2 separate regions of the Sus scrofa genome follow, and region 1 is linked to region 2. The links are chromatin contacts, called in public promoter capture Hi-C maps. All regions are on one chromosome and are shown on one strand. The core of a region is the stretch at or near the end of the contact, and the rest is flanking DNA. Distances in the headings are between cores, read along the strand shown. Region 1 holds the start of FAM46C (family with sequence similarity 46 member C). Region 2 overlaps LOC110260336 (a long non-coding RNA gene).

Evidence for each region. Promoter capture Hi-C pulls out the DNA fragments that hold promoters and counts their contacts.
Region 1: a contact with region 2 is called in a promoter capture Hi-C map of fetal liver, with 2.2 times the contacts expected there. The contact joins the promoter of FAM46C here to the enhancer-like site in region 2. A contact is called at or near these places in 1 of 5 promoter capture datasets (fetal liver) and 7 of 47 Hi-C or Micro-C datasets (embryonic fibroblasts, fetal heart ventricle, fetal liver and 2 more).

Annotation. Positions count from the first base shown.
Region 1 is chr4:103,152,661-103,155,360 of Sscrofa11.1, forward strand. It overlaps FAM46C (family with sequence similarity 46 member C), which reads right to left and starts at 1,414. Exons shown (of 2, transcript NM_001315609.1): 1 at 1,304-1,414.
Region 2 is chr4:103,087,153-103,089,852 of Sscrofa11.1, forward strand. The region is part of intron 4 of LOC110260336 (a long non-coding RNA gene); the gene reads right to left. Among named protein-coding and RNA genes, the nearest start is that of FAM46C, 66 kb to the right of the region's middle. Within about 2 kb of position 1,344, at least 5 of the 83 cell types and tissues checked have an H3K27ac peak or open chromatin away from gene starts, as enhancers often do. A contact at or near this core is called in fetal liver, where this site is marked.

The DNA of each region.
Region 1 (2,700 bases), core at 164-2,663, 66 kb after region 2:
ACAAATTGGCTACCTAGTCTTTATAAACGCTGGATGTTTAAAAGTGCAGTTGAAGCACTCCACGGTTTGCATATTCTAACTCCAGAAGCAATCAACAAACGTTAAAAAAGCAGCAGGTTCCTATTTGAGACAACGATTTAGGCAGCCCTGCAGAAGCCTCCCTCTGGACAAAAAAAAAGGGGGGGGGGTTGCAAGGAGACCGAACAGATCCTCCCCACAGGGTCCTGCCCTAACAATCGGTTCTAGTGCTCCTGGATGAACCGGAGTTCTCCAGAGAAACTCGCCAGGCACTTCCCCGGAAGTCGTCTCTTCCTTCGAGGTAGCGCCGATTTGTTTCTCTCGGGCAGGCGTTCCGCGTTTAGGTGCACAGGCTGCTACCCTGCACTCGTCAGGTTCGTCACCCTCCTCTGGCTCCCTCCCACCTTCGCGATCTGAACTGTGACACCTCTCTGGACAGCCGTGCCCCTAAGCCGCCCGCGGCTCCGCTAGCCCAGTCAACGGACGGCCGTGGCTTTCCGCGTACAGGCTAAGCAAGTTTCATTCCTAAAAGGGGAGGAACCAGGTCGCAGACGCCGTCTTCCCGAGAGAAGCAAAGCCCACGCGTCACTCGCTTGGATCACTTTGCTGCTCTCGGCGTCCCCAGTCTAGTGCGAGTGCAGGAGAAGTTAGAGATCTCCGCCCTCTCCCTCAAACCCTGGCGCTGGCACCCAGCAGGGGGAGGGTCCCACCCCTGTCCTCCCCTTCCCGGACTGATACAGCCCCCGACCGCTGCTGTCTCCAACTGCACCTTCCAGAGCCGCCGCATTCGAATTTGCGCTCGGCCGGCCGGCCAAGGTGTGCGCACCCGCGGAGCGCCCGGACGAGCCCGAGAGACCGCAAGCAAGGGAGGAGTGGTGCGGCCGCCGTCGGACCCGGGGAAGGAGCTGAAGGCCCCGTCACATACACTTCAGCTGCTCGGCAGGCTCGGGCCAGCACGGAGCCCGCGGGACGCGCGGAGCAGGAACTCGCCGAAGTTTGCCAGGCCCGGTCGAAGTCTCTCGAAAGTTGTAGCTCCCTCTCGGAGCGTCTCGCCTGGCCCTCGGGGGCGACAGGATAACGGGGGTGTCGTCGCTGGAGCTGAGGGGGAAGGGGGCACAGGGGCCCGGCACCTGTCCGCACCTCACCTCGGGGCCGCGGCGTCCCCTCCGGGCTAGGCGAAGACTTAGGCTCCTCTCGGCTGGAGCGGACCCCCCGAGAGCAGGGCGCGCGGCATTCTGGGACCGCGCATCCTCGCACCTTTAAAGGAGGGGGTTGGTGGACTCACCTGGGCGGCGGCGGCGGAGGAGACCACAGAGGCAGGTCCTTGGCGTGGGCAGCCCCCCAGCAGGAGCGGCGCGGTCACTACAGCCCCCAAGCAGCGGTACCGAGTGAGCAGTCCTGCCGCCGCCCCCTCCGTTTTTATATGGCCTGACCACGCCCCCGTCCGCCGCCACCGCCCCCACCCCCGCCCCTTAGCCTGCCCTCCCGGGGGAGCGAGGGGCGGGGCGGGGCGGAGCCGGCACCCACCAAATCCTTCCGCCGGGGCGCTGACGACGAGGGCAGGGCGAAAGGTGCCCTCTGATTGGCTCCTCGGGTGAATGGTTGCCGAGAGACGAGTAAATCTTCGGCGGCGGGAAGGGGCCGGGGTGCCAAAGGAGATAGCATTGCGCAGGCTCAATAGAGAGGGGCTGCGTTGACAACCCCCCCCTTAACTTCGGAGTTACTCAGACTCCCTTTCGACTTTCCACTACCTTCTCTTTTGCTGGTGGTAGCGCATAACTTATCACCCAACTGCCCCGCGCCCAAGTTTTTTTCCAGCTCTATTCCGCTCCCTCGCGGGTCTGTTTTTTTTACTTCTCTGGGAATTTTAGCTTTAGTTCCCTCTCCGGTAGTGGGGAGTGAAGCCCCCACGCCTACCCCGGACTCGAGTTTTTCTTTTTTCTTTTTTTTTTTTTGCCATTTCTAGGGCCGCTCCTGCGGCATATGGAGGTTCCCAGGCTAGGGGTCTAATCGGAGCTGTAGCCACCCGCCTATGCCAGAGCCACAGCAATGCAGGATCCGAGCCGCGTCTGCAACCTACACCACAGCTCACGGCAACGCCGGATCGTTAACCCACTGAGCAAGGGCAGGGACCAAACCCGCAACCTCATGGTTCCTAGTCGGATGCGTTAACCACTGCGCCACGACGGGAACTCCCCGGACTCGAGTTTTGAAGTCGGGGAGAACACTTGTTTTCTGAGCCAGACGAGCCTTCCTGATCCCCCAAGCAAATTGGCTGGAGGTCATTGGGGAAAGGGCCAGCACAGTTGGTTCTCTGGAGCGGTTACCACCTGTGTGCAGTTAGTGGGACTAAGGGCCTGGAGGAATCCATCGCCAAGCCTGCAAACTGCGGCAGCTTCAGCCGTACTCTTACTCGTACTCGGAATGTCACAGGGCTCAGTCGTGTCTGTTACATAACATGCAGGCGGGGTTTGGACGCTGTCCCGTCACTCCGTAGCAAGTGGTTTCGAGTCCAGGTTCTAAATTCAGATTAACCTGGATTGGGATCTCTATTCACTACCTAACTATCTGTAAGGCCTTGGGCAAGTAACTTAACCAACCCTCCATAAATCTCCATTTCCTCACCTGTACGGAGGGACTAAAATCGGAACAGCTTTGTAGCGTTATATAAGTATCAAATAA
Region 2 (2,700 bases), core at 94-2,593:
AGCCGGTTCCAGTCACCACGTCCAGGTCTGAGGGTGTCGGGAACACAAAAGGACCAGTCTTGGAATTTGTGGCCAAGACACAGAAAGAGAGTGCTGGGTTCTCTCCCCATATCCAAGCTGCAGCCTGAAATAGCTGTTGAGACTACAGAAAATCTCAGAATAGCTTTTGGCTTCACCACAACTCCAGGCCAGAGCACAACACATACCCAGGAGGGGCCAAAAAGGATGCTTGCACAAGAAACTCATGGCGTGGGAACGTCCTTTGGGGAGAACAATGAAAATCATGGTACAAAACCCAGGCTTGTCCTTGTTTGGGGATGAGTGACAGCATCTTCAGTGACCCCAATGGTACAGCCAGTGGATGACCACAGTGGTCAGGTCATGGAGCCACCAGTGTGGCCAAGGCTACAAGGGCTTAGCGCTGGAGTCAGAGCTTCTAAACATCCATGAGGGCTTCAAAAGTATTCATCTCACAGCTGGGAGGGTATAGGGGCCTTAAGTCACCAAGCATCACATGTGCCAGGCACGGAGCTGTGAGTCCAAGAGACATTATCCTGTTAAGTTCTCATACAGGACTGAGCGAATGGCACCATCATTCCCATTTGACAGGTGAGAGAACTGAGGCTCATGGGCCTTGAGAAGTTTGGCTCGATCGGTAAATGACAGAACTGGGATCTGAGTGTTGGTCTGTGTGATTCCAGGGCATTTTCGCTGGGGCTGCACAAATGGGGAGCACCCTGACCTCTCGAGAGGAGACAGGATAGTGAAGCGGACAGGTGCCAACGCTTTAACATGGACAGACACAGGGCTGGAGAGCCCGGAGCGCTCCAGATGGCCTCGTGGTCCAAACCCTGCTCCAGAGAGCTGGGAGGTGTAGGCTAGTGGGGCCCAAGAGGAGCCAGAGCAAGCCAGGAGGCCACCCTCCCCGCTGCTAGGCTGGCACCACTTGCTGTTTCTGCCTCTGGAGTCACTTCCCTTCCATCCCATCTCCTTCTCCAGGGGGTACCACATCCCCCTCCCAGGGTCTCAGACTCTTCCTCAAGAACAGACATGGTGCCACTTTTCAACCAGCACCATGCTACCCTTAGCAGTGGCTGTGGGAAGCAAGGAAGGAGGGGTCCTGGGCGAGAAAGAGCTCAGACTTAACCATGACCTAGGTTATCCCAGTCCTCATGCCTATTCTGTGGCCTAGGACCCTCAATTCAGCCAACATGCTAGCATCCCCTGTCATTGTCCTTTCTCTCCTTTTCCGTTTCAGGTAGGGACCCTCCTCTCTAGAAATAGACTGGGCAGGTGAAGATGCTAGGCAAGGCGTAGAGAAGAGCCCACCACGAGGGGGCAGTGTGGAGCAAAGTCCCCATCTGCCCCTCTCACCGGGGGCTTGTTTTTCCTTCCTCAAAGCCCCAGACCAAAGGGCCACCAGTGGACTATTCTAGGGGATCCACAAGCTTTGCATGGAGAGCTTTTCCCCAGATTGTTTTTGTTTAAAGTATAAGCTTATTCCGAATCTCCTGATGACACGTATAACTGGGGCCTGCCCTTAGAGGCTTCCCTTGACACTTAGGAATGCCCGGCTGCACTTGAATTGGCATAAACGAACTAGCAAAGAAGGGAGGCAGAGGCAGTATGGAAACAAGGTGTTCGTTCTGGGTGAAGGCCATGTGATACCATCACACCAAGGGTTTGCAGTTATTCCAACAGAGCAGCTGGTGTGCAGTTTAAGGCAACAGGTGCCAAAAAACCTTAACCATGGCTGTCATCCCACCAGAGCAATCGACTTTCTGCAAAACCTCCTCTTCCATTCCACTAGACACGCGGAACTTTAGTTACCGTATTCTGCTGATGATATGCAACCTGTCCGTTTACTTTAGTTTTAGGGTTTGTGTTCTTGCGCCTTACATTGTGATGTGATCATGCTTCAGCCTGGGTGAGACATCACAGCGCTCAGAGTCGGGGAAGAGGGAAGGTGCCACGTGAAGCTCTAAGATGTGTCCTCTCGAGAAGAGGTAGAGGTCCCTGATGCCATGGGAAGAACTTGGGGACTTAGAACCAGAAGGACTGGGTACCACTCTGGGTTTGGCCGCTTCGCAGCTGCCACTTCCTTCTCAGGGCTGTGGCTGCCTTGGCCCGTTGGCTTCTACTTCTAAATTCAGGCTGCTAAGTGAGCTTCCTGCTGCCCAGCATCCCCCTTCACTGCTCCTGCAAGCTGGAGAGTCAGGGGCTTCCGGGGGATGAGAGGGTGTTCCAGTGGGAAATGGCCTGGGACTGCACAGTCCTGCCAACGGGCAGACCTGACCTGCCTGCCTGCTGCTGCCGGCCCCTTGCTCCCTCCTCCAGTGAAGCTGTTGGTCACTCTCCAGGGAGTCCATTAGCAGGTGCAATTAAGCACCAGAGCATGACAAGCCCTTCATGGAAAGAGGCCAAGCTGGCCCACACTGGCTTAGACTGTCCTGTCTCATCAGCACACCGGCAATTCTGCAGACCTGGGATAGAGATAGAAGAAGCTCCCTCTTTTCAAGCGTGGAGATAGAGCCAACACCATCTAGCAAAGGAAGTTTCTGGAGCCCCCAGGGCCTCGTCTCTCCGGGACAAGTTCCCTCTGCTACTGGTAAGACAGGGATGGTCTCCCTTTCTTCAAGCTTCCGGTTGATCATCAACATCAGTAAGAGTCAGCATTTCGAGGAGGGCTTTGGAGCTTGG